4 separate regions of the Mus musculus genome follow, and regions 1, 3 and 4 are each linked to region 2. A link is a contact called in public Hi-C and HiChIP or PLAC-seq data. All regions are on one chromosome and are shown on one strand. The core of a region is the stretch at or near the end of the contact, and the rest is flanking DNA. Distances in the headings are between cores, read along the strand shown.

Region 1 (3,391 bases), core at 199-2,698, 320 kb after region 2:
GAGGTATGATAATGAGGTTCTGTAAGGTACTGAGAGTATAACCAATCAGATGTGAGACATGCAAATGAGGTATGATAATGAGGTTCTGTAAGGTACTGAGAGAGAGTAACCAATCAGATGTGAGACATGCAAATGAGGTATGATAATGAGGCTCTGTGAGGTACTGAGAGAGAGTAGCCAATCAGATGAGGAACATGCAAATGAGGCGTAGTGCATAACCAATCCAGGTGTGAGACACGCCTCTCCTAGGCCTATAAAAGCAGCACCAGTTCTGGGCTCAGGGTTTCTTCGCCTCTGCAATCAAGCTCTCCCAATAAACGTGTGCAGAAGGATCCTGTTGCAGCGTCTTCTTGCTGGTCAAGTCCTGCGTGCACAAGACCTAAATACCCCCACGTTGATTTGTCCATGACTGAAAAGCAACTAAACTTGGAAGAACAACAAGCAGTTTCAGGGGCACACAGGGAAGGTTTTGATTGACACAAGAGATCACCGGAAGGCATCTAATTTCTTGTCCTCTTTATAAGTCTGGGTTAGCCTGTTTACCACCTTTGCCAGGGTCAGCAAAGCCCCTCCCTGTTTCCCTTTTGTTTACTGGCCTTTGCTCAGGGAGGTGACCACACTACCAGCTCCCACCCAAGACCCTTCAATCTGTGGATAAAAGACACACACAGTTTATTCCTCCACAGTTTGTCTTCTTGACACAATTGCTGGGCTCAGATATCTCTCACCTAGAAAAGCATGCCCTTAGCAATTTATTATCTCCATCTTTCCACCTGCCCTAAACTTAGTGGCTAGTCCCATCTAGCCCCTGCCAAACATCCTTGTCCACCCGCTTATAGCAGAGGCTGCAGGCCCTAGCTGCCCCCTCCCTGAGACCTTACATGGTTCTTGTGTTCTTCGTCCTCCAAAGCATGGTAGAAAAGCCCCTCTCTGTGTCCCTGCCTTTTCCTCCTGGAACCCAGAAGTTCTGCCTGTACCTTCTACCCAGCAATTGGTCCTGGCCTCCTTTATTGACAAATCAAGAACCAATTGGAGAACAGAACTTTAGCATAAGCACCACCCCCTTCATTAGCCTCCAGGGCTTGTTCCAGAAACGGAATTCCCAAGTCCAACCTACAGCCCTGGCTTTGGAAGAACCACCAGTGAAACTCAGTGATTACTCTTCGACCACAGACACCAACCTACACCCTCTTGCCAGTCCTTCTTGGTAGGAAAGAGCAGGGTCAGACATTTTACCAACTTCTTCATTTTACAAGGAGAGAGGGAGAGACTCAAAACCACAGGCACTGAGGAGCCCCCACATACCACCACACCACCCAAGACAAAACTACCGACGCGGCTAAAGTGCGAGCAAGGCAGAATTTGCCCTGACATACAGAAACAGCAGCCCCGGTGATGCTTAGATGGATCTGGGCAGTCAGGAAGGTGGGCTGGCCTCACGAGCTCAGTGCCAGAGGAGGAAGGAGGCTCTTTCCGCTGACTCACTCCCCTGAATACTGCAGCTGTTCTTGTCTCTACCCCACGGCACACCTACCATTTTTCTGGTTTGGGTTCCAACCTTAGCAACTTGCTCCAGTAGATACTAGCACCACCTGCCCACTCAGCAAACCTGCACCCAAAGGACAACATCCGTGCAGCATTCTCTGCACCGCCTTTTGCTGAAGCCAGGATGTCTGCAAAAGCAGAAATGAGGCGCTGCCGCGAGCGGGCTTCTGGCAATACCGTCACCTACTAAGCCTGAGTTTGCACTGGTTTCATCAAGCCCCAGCTCCAGCCCAGTGACAGAGCCCTCAGGAAACAGGTGGCAGGTGCCCCACACTCAGAGCAGAGGAGACAAGCTCTCCTTGTAGGTTTCTTGGCACCTCCAACAAGGCCACACCTCCCAATACTTGCAAATAGTGCTACTCCCTGGTGACCAAGCATTCAAATCTATAGTGTGTGGGGGCCACTCTTATGCAAATCACCATACCCTGCAAGATCTCAAAGCCCACAAAGTGAAGACAGAGGCCCAGGCAGGAAAAGCTTGCCAAGGAAGGCATCCTGGCTGGACAGTGGGTTCCTCTGAGAAGCCAGTCTCTGGCGCAAGCCGTGGCTTGTCCCAGTGTAGCATCTCTTCACATAGTTCTCCACACACACAAGTCTGCATGTTTGTTGTATGGATTTGTTGGCTTGGTTCGCTTGAGTGTTTGTGCTGAAAGGACTATTCAATGGCAAGCAACTGTGTTCCACCCATACACATGCCCTGCCCCGATACCAGCTCAACCATGATGCAGCCCCTGGATAACCAACCTTTAATCACTGGAGCTTTCTGTGTGGAGAGAGTCATGAGGTGGACCTGGAGCCACCTAGAATCTAACGTGAGAGACAAGTCCGGCCACCTGATTTCATCCCGGGGGTGGGGGGTGGGGGGGGGGTCACACGGTAGAAAGAGAAAACTAACTCCCCATGGCAGGCATTTACCCGCATGCAGTATGCAAGTAACTAATAAATGAGTGCAATTTTAATTTTTTAAGTAGAGCAGGCAACTATAGGTAATATATGTACATTGCTTTACGTAGCTCCGTGACACAAGAGATATTTTTTTAATCCTTTATTTTTTTAGTCAAATTAAATCCTGTGAGACCTTCCTATCCAAATGTGATTTAAAAGTTCACTTGGGAGCTGGAGAGATGGCTCAGCGGTTAAGAACACTGACTGCTCTTCCAGAGGTCCTGAGTTCAATTCCCAGCAACCACATGGTGGCTCACAACCATCTGTAATGGGATCCGATGCCCTCTTCTGGCATGTCTGAGGACAGCTACAGTGTACTTGTATACATAAAATAAATAAGTCTTAAAAAAAAAAAGTCACTTGGGGAAAAGAAGGTTGGGGGAGGGGTGGGGACTGTCTTTCTCTTTCCCAAGCTCATAAGAACCATGGTGCTTTGTGAGCCCAAAAAGAGAAGACAGACAACCTGCTTGCTCAGCACTTCTGAGCTCCATCCTCAGATACATGCTGCATATACTCAATGGCAGACAGCTGTGTTCCACCCGTACATATGCCCTGCCCCCATACCAGCTCATCCGTGAGGCAGAGCCCCTGGATAACCAACACTCTGCCAAGCAGTCACTGATGTTGCATGGCTTCCCATTCCTGAGATAATGGAATCAGATGGATCGACTTCCCTACTGATGAGAGAGCTCACAGCCCTCTCAATGGTTCTGGGAACCCTTCAACTCCCTCTTCAACCTTTTCGACCCTCAGGATCTCCTCACACAACAGTCCTCTCAGTCCCGTTGTGTTTTCTTCAAGGTGCTGATCACAGAGACATCTAGATTTATGGCCCATGTGTTAATGATCTATGTTCTCAAAAAGAAAGGTGGCAAGTCTATAAGAGCAGAATCCTTTTTGT
Region 2 (3,498 bases), core at 166-2,665:
TGGCTGAATATTTCATGCACTGAGAGAGTTCCCAGTAGTCTCCATCCTTGCCCGGCAGGAGTCCTCAGCTGCCTCCAACCTCCTAAGTGGATTCAGGTTGAGTTTCCTACAATTCTGACTCCTGAAGTGTCAGCTGAAGTGGGTGGAGCCAACACTGGCACTCTTTCTATTCTGTAGAAGCCTGACCATGAACACAGAAGCATTGGTAGTAGCCACTGTGAACTTAAGCCTCAGAAAGACATGCAGAGGACAGAGTCCATACCTAAGTGGCTTGTTGAAAACAAAGGCAGGAAGTGCTCAGACAGCCCGGACCCAGCTCTGACACACTCCATTCTGACATGCAGCATTCTGTGCATGCTGCCAAAAACTCGGCAGGGAGGAGGTGGGCAGAGGCCATGGAGGTTTTGTTGCAGTCTTCCAATATTCTTGGCTATAAAAGTAATGTGACCACACGATTCTTGCTCATTTCGGAGTAAAGCGCTCATAAAAAAAGTAAATTGTGAACATAAAACTGGTAAATTGGAAAATGGCCATCTGTCCTGGGAACACGCTAAAGAGGCAGTTTCCTCTAGCAAGAGACCATGTTGGGCTGCTCTATGCTGCTACAGTACCATGCCTGACCGACACATCGCTTAGGCCCAGCTGGAGAAGGGGTTCCTGAATGGGCATGTGGGAGCCTTAGGAATGAGGCTGGACGTGATCACTGTGATTTGCAGCAAATTATCAATATCCACATGGACTCCTCTCTGTTCAAAATGGGAATAATGATCCTTAATGTCGACAAAGACTGGTGAAGGGTTTTATGACTGGGGAGACAAAACTACAAGGCTGAATTTCATTTGTGATTACCATTGTTGTTATTGGCACCTGTCTTGTCTGTCTTCCTTTCTTCTTCCTTTCTTCCTTTCTTCCTTTCTTCCTTTCTTCCTTTCTTCCTTTCTTCCTTCCTTCCTTCCTTCCTTCCTTCCTTCCTTCCTTCCTTCCTCCTCCTCCTCCTCCTTCCCCTCCTCCTTATGAGGCAGAGTTTCTCTTTGTAGCCCTAGCTGTCCTGGAACTCACTCTGTAGACCAAACTAGTCTCAACCTCAGAAATGCTCTAGACTTTGGCTCAGGTAAGACCCTTGATTCCTTTGGTCCATGACACATGAGCGTACTTGAGCTAAAGACTGTTCAGTGCTCTGTTTTCTCAGGTATCTTAGGAGACAGAGGTGCTAAAAAGAAATTGGTAGATTGGTTCATGAGTCCTTTGGGTCCTCCACTGTGATTTCAGCCAGAGTGAGACAGGGGTCCTGGGTGCAGCTCTCAGTACTTTCATGGGACCTGCAAAGGCAGTGAACCCAAGCTCAGCCCAACTCTCACCAAGAAAGGAAACCTGCTCCCTGAGCCCGGCTTCCCTGAGTACCAGAGAAATGAATGACGGTTCCTTGTGACTCATTCTGAGTCAGACGGGGAAGGAAAACAAGGCCATCAAAGTTCAGCTTTCAAATGTGTAAAGATTTGGCCGTTTGATTTGTGACCAAGCTTGATCTGAAGAAGTAGAAGGGAAACTGTGAATGCTCCCTTCCCTTAGTTTATCTAAGCTCTTCGGGGGTAGGCTGGCTAGAGGCTCTAAGACAGTGGTTGTCAGCCTGTGGGTCAAAATGCCTTTAGCAAATTTCTATTTCCAAAATATTTACATTACAATTCATAACAGTAGCAAATTACAGTCATGAAGTAGCAATGAAAATAATGTTATGATGGGGGCCACAACAGCATGAGGAACTGCATTAAAGGGTCGCAGCACTAGGAAGGTTGAGAGGTGGGGGGGGGAGATCTTCCTGCAGAACCAGATGCTCACAGCCATCCTTAGTCAAGCAACACCTAGCCTGGTCCCACCTCTTTCCAGCAAGCATGATTGTCCTCTTCATCCGAGTGTCTTTGTTGCATTGAATCTTACCTACCCTGGTCTCTTTGGGGAGAACATGCTCTGCTGTACATTTATAGATCTCCTAGGTGTTCACAGGTTAGCATTTCTTCTAGGTTCTGCCCAGCAGTTACCTAGCAACAGCCTGGCTTGCCTTAAAAGGACTGTTTGGCCTCTCTCTCTGACCACCCCCTCCTGCCTCTCTCTGGCATCCCTGCCCACATCTTTCCACTTATTGACAGCCTGCCTCTTCTCTCCTCTCTCCCTTTCTCCTCTGTCTCTTTCTCTGTCTCTGTCTTTCTCTCCCTCCCTCTCTCTTCCTCTTTCTCTCTCTCCTCCTCCTCCTCCTCCTCTTTCTTCTTCCTCTTCCTCTTCCTCTTCCTCTTCCTCTTCCTCTTCCTCTTCCTCTTCTTCTTCTTCTTCTTCTTCTTCTTCTTCTTCTTCTTCTTCTTCTTCTTCTTCTTCTTCTTCTTCTTCTTCTTCCCCTCTCTCTGCCTCTACTCTCTTCTCACCCCCACTCCCTCTTTCTCATGTACCCAAATAAACTTCATCTTATACTAGACTGTCATATAGCTGACACCTCACTCAAATGGGCCCGCTAAGGCATCCCCTCCCACCACATCATAAAGGGTTTTACAAAATACATCACTAGGGACATCATAAAAAGTATCCAAAGCACGTGTCTTGACCAATGGAATTTACACTCTCACAGTGGAAGTCTGAAATCCAGGGGCTAGCAAACCCATGCTCCTTCTGAAGGTTCTGGGGAAAGGTGTGTGGGCCAGATCTTTTACTTCTCCATTGTAATAGCCTCAGATGTTCCTTGTCTCATGGAAAGTCGCTATCTCCCTGAGTCATTTCCTGGCATCTCTCCTCTAAGTATGTATTTTACTATATCCAAATTTCACTGTTTCTGAAGAATATCCCTCACATTGGGATTGGTTGGGATTTGTCCTAATCTACTCTTGTAACTGGATTACCTCCACAAAGACCCTATTTCCAAATAAGGTCACACTTCAAGTCACAGGTGCTAGCTTTTGGGGGCAGGTATGAGTTTGTACATGTGTGTGTGTGTATGGGGGTTGTCATAACTGAACCCATAGTGGAATATGAACTTTGATGACCACAGGTGGGACTCAGAGCTCCCTCCTGCCGATTCTCACGTACGTCCATATTCTCTCGAAGGAATTAAGTCATCTGGGCTTCATAGTATTTCTCTAGAAAGCAGGTATTTCTCTCACCATGCAAACTGGAAGTGATACATTTAGCACTGAGCACTGCAGAGATGGATCTGTTTGGGCTCAGAAAGGTCCTGAAGTCTGGGTGTGTTTTCACACTAAAACAGGAAGCTGAGTGTTCCTCTATCGGTGTCTGATGGGCTGAGCCTGTGGATGGTGTAAATAGTACTCAGGGGACAACTCTAAGCAGTGTGTCCTTTCCATGTTCCCACCCAGTGATGCCATCAGGACCTGCCTGGGTTGGGGCTGGCCCCTCAGGTGGCCGTGACTGAATGGAGTCCTAACCCTGACACCTGACATTGAGTCACATGGTGACTCGATGGTGACAATGGCATCCTATTTCTGCCATCTATTATAT
Region 3 (3,369 bases), core at 518-3,017, 280 kb before region 2:
CAAAGCCCCCCGCTGTTCCGCACGGCCAGCCTGGCTCGCCCGCACCGGGTGCCGTTCGGAGGGGACGCGAGAAAGGGTTTCGCTCCCGGCCTCCCTTCCTTAAGGAAGACAAGACACTAAGAGGAAAAGTCTGGAAGACGGGGCGAAGAGCCTCGGCAGGGAAATGGGCGGCTCTTGGAAGGCGGAGGTCGGACAAACCTCCAGGCTTTGGAAGCAAAGACCAGACCCGCGCGAAAGAATGCACGGAATGCGGTGGCCGGAGGTAGGGGAGCAGCGCAGCAGGGGGCGCCCGACCCCCCCACACACACACACACCCCGCACCCTACAGTGCTCCCCAACCGGTGGCCGGCACACCGAGCGAGCTGGCAGGTGCGGCGAGCGGTCCCTCCCCTTTGCCAACGTCTGAGATACTGCGCGATCCTTTTGGGGTGTCTGACTTCTCAATGTGACAAGCCACCCTCTCTCCGGCCACCTAATTTCCTACGCCAGGGTTCGCTCGAACCAGGCACGCGCCGCTGGCAGAGTCGAGAATGATGTGTGAACAAAAGGTGGTAACTCTCTGCTCCCGGGATTAGCAGGAGCAGGCGCGGTTGTGCCTGGTGTCCCCCCACCCCCCCAAATACAGCACTTCAGCCTCCCTTAGACCGGGGCAAGTGGGGGTTGGCCGCCATCCAAGAAAGCTCTGAGTTTAGGCAGCGGGGAAAAAAAGAGATAGCTCCCCAGGTCTGCACCCCAATTCTCCTTTCCTCATTGACCGATGTGTATGAACTCCTGAGACAGCTCCTACCCTAGCATTCACCTTCCTTCACCCCCCTCTAGGGTTCCCGGGGTTATACCGAACCAGGCCTCTCTCGTCCCCGTGGGACCTAAGAGCGCGTTCTCAGTACTTGAAGCTGGGCTGCGCAGAGGAACCGCTGCCAGCATCCAGGCCAGAACCGTTCGCGTAAACAAACACGGAAACTCCAAGACGCGTGCGGATTGCAGGTGATTGGGGAAACGCGCCAGCACGGCCTCCCCGGGACTCAGGCTCCAAACCACAGCAAAACCGTTCACACTGACACGCACAAAGACACGCGAGGAAGGGGACTCCAGCACCCCGTAGTCACTCGGGTACTTTCCTCCCAATGCCCAGCAGGGCTCAGGCCGCCAAGTCCCTTACACTACCTACCCTCCCACCTCGCTCTCCCGGGCACCCACGTTTACCTTTAAGCAGGCAGATGTCCGTGCGCTCCGCGTTCCGGCGCAACGCCTGCACGACCAGCGACACCGTGCTGTCCTCCCGGAGACTCTCGGCGCGCGGGCTGCGCTCGTCGTAGACGATGACAGCCGAGTAGAGGCCAGAGCGCAGGCGGGCACGCACCTCTTCCTCGGCGGGCAGGATCTGCTCCAGGCTCACGGAGCCCTTGGCCCTCCGCCGCACGATGGTATTGCAGCGCACGTTCACCGAGCCTCGGATGTAGCCCGCGCTGTGAGCCAGAAACGGCCTGCAGTCCAGCAGCAGGCACTTGCCGCCGCTCAGCAGCCCCAAGGCGCCGTGGCTGCCGCTGCCGTTGCCGCCCGCGCTGCCGCCGCCGCCGTTCTCATCCCGGTTCATCAGCCTTTTGAGCACGCTGCAGTCCATCTCCCGCAGTTCCTCCATCGTCACCATGTCGCCGGCAAAACGCAGTAAGCTGGGGAGCTAGCTGGAGAAGGCCAAGGGCACCGGAGCCAGCTAGGCTAACAAGAAGGAACCAGGCGAGGGCTAAGAGGGCGCCTGCAGAAGTGACCCGCAAACTTGGCCCCAGGCTCTTCTCCCTCTAACACCCCTGCTTCCACCTCCCGCAGCCTCAACGTTACATAGCAGTCCCAGCCTTCTCTGGCGCCAAAGCTGGCGGGCGCGCGGCACCCGGGGCAAGCGATCGAGCAGGGGAGTGTGTTTACGAGAGAGGGCTCCTCTCGGTTTGTCGCCTCTGGTGTGTTTTGCTAGCTAGGGCTGCTTCTGCCGTGGGCTCCGCCGTTTCCCCCACCGCTGCACCGCCGGAGCTGCACGCACTGCCCCAGCCAGAGTTTCCTCCTCTGGCTTAGAGATTTATTAATGCTCGCCGGCTCTCCCGGGGGAGGGAAGAGTCATTACTACCTCGCCAGGCCCCGCCCCCAACGCAAGCTTCCCGCCCCGCCCCCACCCCGGCTCGTGAATGGAGCGCCGGCCCCCTCGCACCCAGTCACGGGGACTCGACGTCACAAAGAGAGGAGTAAACAGGGCGCTCGGTGCTGGCTGCCAGGCCCATTCATAAAACGGAGACCTAGAGGAAGAAAAGGAGGCAGCCTCCGACCCGCCCGCGAGCCGGCGGCTCGGGGACTTTGTGAATGGAGCCGCGGCGCGGTGCCCTGTCCTTCCTCAGCCCCGGAGCGCGGCGATCCTGGTAGAGATCGTTGCGGGTGGCGACGCGGGGCCTTACTGAGGCCTGGGCTCTCCGTGTGGAGGTCTTCACCCCTGCGCTCCCCCCCACCCCCCCGGCCTCCCCAGTCTTCGAGGTCTCGCTCCTGCAGCTCCGAGAAACCTGACACTGTGCGGCTGCCACCCCGTAGGGCTTGGGGACCTCTCCTCGCCGGACTTAATCTCGTTCTTCGTGCCCGGCCGGTTGTGTTTTGTCTTTGTTTTTTTCCATGCGATTCCCCGGACTTAGTTTATACATTAGCGTGATCGATTTCCATCCCGAGCTATTACATCTGGTTTATAGCTTCCCGCGGAACCTGGGCCAACGCAGATTTAGAAAGATGAAAGGGAAGGCCCTCGCGCCGAAGCCCAATAACAAAAGAGAGGTGGAGGGGTTTGTTACTTTACAACCCAGAGGGGGGCGTTAATTGGCCGAATGCTGTGCCCGTGCAAGAGAATGGGAGGCACTCGGGCCCAAGCTTCCTAAAACCTGCTTTTTTAACCATGGGGGGGGGGGGGGGGAATACCCGGAGGTTTTCCTCTTTGGTGGGAGTCCTCGCTTCCCTCCTCACACGCAACGTCCTCTAAGGAAATGACGGTTAAGGTCTACATTTGGTACGAAGGAAAAGATGCTGAAAAGTGCCCATGGGAAGAATGACCTTTTATAAAAGCAAATGTAATAAGCTAGGAGACGATTCGAGTTTCCGCATCCCTCTTTCCAGGTCACGTAGCATCTGCCACCCCCCATTTTACTTTCGGGGGGGGAGCATTTAATTTCCCAAGGGCTCGATTTTGGCAAGAGAGGAGGTTATGCGCGCATGTGGTGGGGACCTTACAGAGAGCCAAAAAAATTATTTGGCCGAGATCTTGCCAAGTCTTGTTAGCAAGAATTAATCACCGAACAAGGGAATTACGGGGTTTGGTAGCGGCGGCCAGGTCGAATATTCCATTTC
Region 4 (3,656 bases), core at 458-2,957, 340 kb after region 2:
AATGAACAATCTGAAAGGAAATTAAAACAATTCCTTTTTCCAACAGTATCAAAAAACAGTAACCGATGCAGGATACCACTGCATAAAGATGGATCTTAGCAGAATGGAGAAATGGTTCCGTGGTTACAGTGCTTGCTGCATATCCACAAGGACCTGAATTCAAATCCCAGCACCCACATACCAAGACAGGCATATGCTCACTGTGCCTATAGCCTCACTCATAAAGGAGTGGTGACAAAGATAGGGGCTCTCTAGGACTTGCTGGCTGCCAGCCTAGCCAAAAATCAGAATCATAAGGTTCAGAGAAAACCAGCCTCAAAGAAATAAAGCATAAAGTGTTACATCAGTCGTCTCAACTTTACAAATGCTGCGGCCCTTTTAATACAGTTCCTCATGTTGTGGTAACCCCTGACCATAAAATTATTTTTGTTGTTACACCATAATTCTATGAATCATAATGTAAATATCTGATATGCAACCCCTGTCAAAGGGTCCTTTGACACCACCACCCCAATGAGTCACACAGGTTGAAAACTACTGTGTTAGAGGAAGCCACTCAAAACCTTCCTCTAGCTTCTGTGCTTACTCATACATATTACTATGCACATGCAAAGCACGCACACAAAGGAGTTAGACCCAGATCGGTGAAACACAATTGAATGTTCAGAAGTTACTTCCTGGGGGCTGGTGAGATGGCTCAGTGGGTAAGAGCATTAACTGCTCTTCCAAAGGCACTGAGTTCAAATCCCAGCAACCACATGGTGGTTCACAACCACCCATAATGAGATCTGATGCCCTTTTCTGGTGTTTCTGAAAACAGCCACAGTGTACTTATTTATAATAATAAAGAAATCTTTGGGCCAGAGTAGGGTTGACTGGAGCGGAGCGAGCAGGGGCAACCGGAGCAAGCAGAGATTCTAAAATTCAATTCCCAACAACCACATGAAGGCTCACAGTGTACTCATATACATAAAATAAATAAATAAATAAATAAATGAAGAAGAAGAAGAAGAAGAAGAAGAAGAAGAAGAAGAAGAAGAAGAAGAAGAAGAAGAAGAAGAAGAAGAAGCAGTAGCTATGTCCTTAGACTGGTTATCAATTGGTCTTACTGAATGCCAGTGTCACGTGGCTATCCCTAAGGGAGTGTGTTGATCGGGTCACCCCATTCTCTTTCCCTTATAAATTTCCAAAGTTTCTGTTTGTGTTTGTTGTGCTTATTGAGAAAGAATTTGAAAGAAAGGCATGCCTGATTATCATCCCAAAGTTCGGATAAGTTTGGAGACTTCTCCCCCTCCTTGTCCTTTGAGTTAACAATTAGCTGCTCTATCAATGACAGCATTAACAGGAATGAAATTCTGCCCAGCCAAGAAGCTGGGGGAGACAAGGTTCAAGGCTCATATGAAGTGCTGCAGAGCGTAGTTATGCCTTGTCAGGCCCACCCAAGCTCAGGCATCTCTCATAACCAGTTTAAGTGCCACTAATTTTCTAATTCACCTTAATCATAAACCTGAGTAGGAGAGATTACCTAATTGACAATCTCCAAGGGAGGGTGAATTCAAAACGAGTCCATCGGGATCTGAGGCTCACGCGTAGGAGGGCTCACCTCCAGAGAACCGCTCTTCCCATCGGTGAATCATACCGGCACACTCCGGGAGAAAGGGGCAAGAGTTAGGCTCAGTTCCAAGCGCGATGTCACAAGGTTATGCATCAACCCGTAGGCAGCAGCTGTGTTTGGCAGGGGAAGCTTCCTCTAATTAGGTATTGCTCCCTGTGGGCCATCCAGAAGGACCTTTCTTTTCTCCGCAGTTATTAATCAGCTATCCAGTATTAACAAGATCGGATCTGGAAGTATGCAATTCCTCTCTCCATCTTTCCTCCTAATCACTCAGCAGGCCACCTTACTAGCTAGCTCACTAATGAGGAGCTCGGTGACTGACTAACAAATTCACCCTGTTCCTGTCCTTAATGATCACTTGCGAAATGGGATACTTCCGCTACAGAGGCACAGGCCATTTGAAATGCTGAAATCATAGCTTTTCCGTGGCTTTCTGGTAAAACCTTATCTAAATTAGGCAATGCTAAAAAACGAGTAATTGAACATGTATCACACTGAGGAAATGCCTAGCTAGTGGACTTTTAAAAAAAAAAAAAAAAAAAAACACAGATTTAACACTTGGAAGTTGTCTTTCTCCAGAGACTGAGTTTCTTTTAACAAAGTTTCATCCTTCCGGAGCCTCGAGGAAAGAAGGAAAGTAATGGGAACAAGGGAGGGTCAGGGAGGAGAAAGATGAAGGCTGGAGAAGGAGAATATGGTCAAAATATGTGATATACTTTTCCCTTCTTTTTTATTTAATTGAAAGTATGGTTTTTATACAGTATTTTCTCATGGCTTCCTTCCCTTCATCTCCTCCCAGATCCTCCCACCCCACCTCCCCATCCATCCAACTCCATGACTTCTTTCTCTCTTTTTAGAAAACAAACATATATATATCCAGACTAAAAGAAAACAAACAGAAAGAGAGCCCAAAAAACCATATACACTGTACACACAGAGAAGCTTACACAAACTTATACACATGAAACTCATAAAACCACAAAAATCAGAAACCATAATATATAAGCACAAGACCAGGAGGGTAACATAGGTCCAAACTAAGCACTATGTGATCTCTCCAAAACATCTGCAGAGAGACCACTGAGTTCGTTCTGTGTTAGCCGTCTACAGCCGGGCACGGGACCAGCACTTTAGTGTGGTTTCTACACTCCGTGAGAGGCCGTCAGCAAACACTAGTTCTTCTTCTCAAGAGGTTGCCAATTGGACATAGCTTCTGGGTTAGGGATGGGAGTCTCTTATCCAGTTCCCCTCTCCGTGCTAAGACCCCATCTGTCTTAGGCAGATGTCTGATCTGTGCAGGCTCTGCGCATGCCTGGCCCAGTCTCTTGTGAGTTCATATGTGTGTCCTACTGTATCTGGAAGGCACTGTTTCCTTAGTGTCTGCCTTTTATTCTGCTTTTACCTCCTCTTCTGCAGAGTTCGCTGAGCCCTAAGAGGAGGAGTTTGATGAAGACATCCTATTTAGGACTGAATATGCCAAGATCTCTCACTCTCTGCACATTGTCTAGCTGTGGGTCTCTGTATTAGCTTCTATCTGCAGGAAGAAGTTTTTCTGAGTGAGACCTGATCTACAGGAGTTAGCAGTCCTTCTAGGCTCCACCCAACAGTTACCTAGCAACAGCTAGGTAGGCGGGGCTTGCTATAAAAGGGACTGCTTGGCCTCCCTTCCCTCTCTGACTCTTTTTCCTCTCAGACCCTTTTCTCCCTCTCTCCCCTTCCCCTCCCCACTCCCCAATGTTCCTGTCCACCCTCTTCCCCCCTTGCCCCCCCCTCCTCCCTTCTGTTTCTACACCCTTCTCCCTTCTCAACTCCCCTTCCCATGCCCCCAAATAAACTCTATTCTATACTGTACCTGTTGTATGGCTGGTACTTCGGGGAAGGGGTGCCTCAACATGGACCCACTGAGGTATCCCCTCCCACCGCACCATTCCGCGCTCTATAAAACATATCCTGGGTTTTATAAAACACATCATTTGGTGTCTTGACTCAGATTTACAAACTCGCAGGTTCACATTTCCCGCTGCCGCATGGACTTTCCAGC

Evidence for each region. Hi-C and Micro-C count contacts between places; a contact is called where the count stands out from the background. HiChIP or PLAC-seq counts read pairs in DNA pulled down with a chosen protein or histone mark.
Region 1: a Hi-C map of bone marrow-derived macrophages shows a contact between it and region 2, with 24 read pairs. The contact joins two enhancer-like sites. A contact is called at or near these places in 1 of 15 datasets of contacts at CTCF or cohesin (pro-B cells), 4 of 484 Hi-C or Micro-C datasets (the N1E-115 cell line, bone marrow-derived macrophages, cortical neurons and 1 more) and 8 of 115 datasets of contacts at active chromatin or transcription factors (CD8 T cells, effector CD8 T cells, embryonic fibroblasts and 5 more).
Region 3: an H3K4me3 HiChIP or PLAC-seq map of bone marrow-derived macrophages shows a contact between it and region 2, with 5 times the contacts expected there. The contact joins the promoter of Dusp4 here to the enhancer-like site in region 2. A contact is called at or near these places in 5 of 39 promoter capture datasets (the C10 cell line, the HPC-7 cell line, cancer-associated fibroblasts and 2 more), 5 of 15 datasets of contacts at CTCF or cohesin (CD8 T cells, the NIH/3T3 cell line, large pre-B cells and 1 more), 19 of 484 Hi-C or Micro-C datasets (the Ba/F3 cell line, the C2C12 cell line, CD8 T cells and 13 more), 36 of 115 datasets of contacts at active chromatin or transcription factors (CD8 T cells, the NIH/3T3 cell line, SST interneurons and 28 more) and 3 of 9 other capture datasets (liver, macrophages and pancreatic islet).
Region 4: a contact with region 2 is called in a Hi-C map of bone marrow-derived macrophages, with 23 read pairs. The contact joins two enhancer-like sites. A contact is called at or near these places in 1 of 15 datasets of contacts at CTCF or cohesin (the NIH/3T3 cell line), 3 of 484 Hi-C or Micro-C datasets (bone marrow-derived macrophages, cortical neurons and embryonic stem cells) and 3 of 115 datasets of contacts at active chromatin or transcription factors (effector CD8 T cells, embryonic fibroblasts and pancreatic cancer cells).

Annotation. Positions count from the first base shown.
Region 1 is chr8:34,206,323-34,209,713 of GRCm38.p6, reverse strand. No RefSeq gene overlaps it. Among named protein-coding and RNA genes, the nearest start is that of Gm29243, 8.8 kb to the left of the region's middle. Within about 2 kb of position 1,448, at least 70 of the 459 cell types and tissues checked have an H3K27ac peak or open chromatin away from gene starts, as enhancers often do. A contact at or near this core is called in CD8 T cells and bone marrow-derived macrophages, where this site is marked.
Region 2 is chr8:34,528,203-34,531,700 of GRCm38.p6, reverse strand. No RefSeq gene overlaps it. Among named protein-coding and RNA genes, the nearest start is that of Gm33968, 9.5 kb to the right of the region's middle. Within about 2 kb of position 1,415, at least 60 of the 459 cell types and tissues checked have an H3K27ac peak or open chromatin away from gene starts, as enhancers often do. A contact at or near this core is called in the Ba/F3 cell line, the C2C12 cell line, CD8 T cells and 9 more, where this site is marked.
Region 3 is chr8:34,806,008-34,809,376 of GRCm38.p6, reverse strand. Dusp4 (dual specificity phosphatase 4) reads right to left here and starts at 1,767. Exons shown (of 4, transcript NM_176933.4): 1 at 1,204-1,767. The coding sequence starts at 1,648.
Region 4 is chr8:34,187,127-34,190,782 of GRCm38.p6, reverse strand. No RefSeq gene overlaps it. Among named protein-coding and RNA genes, the nearest start is that of Gm33638, 16 kb to the right of the region's middle. Within about 2 kb of position 1,707, at least 38 of the 459 cell types and tissues checked have an H3K27ac peak or open chromatin away from gene starts, as enhancers often do. A contact at or near this core is called in bone marrow-derived macrophages and pancreatic cancer cells, where this site is marked.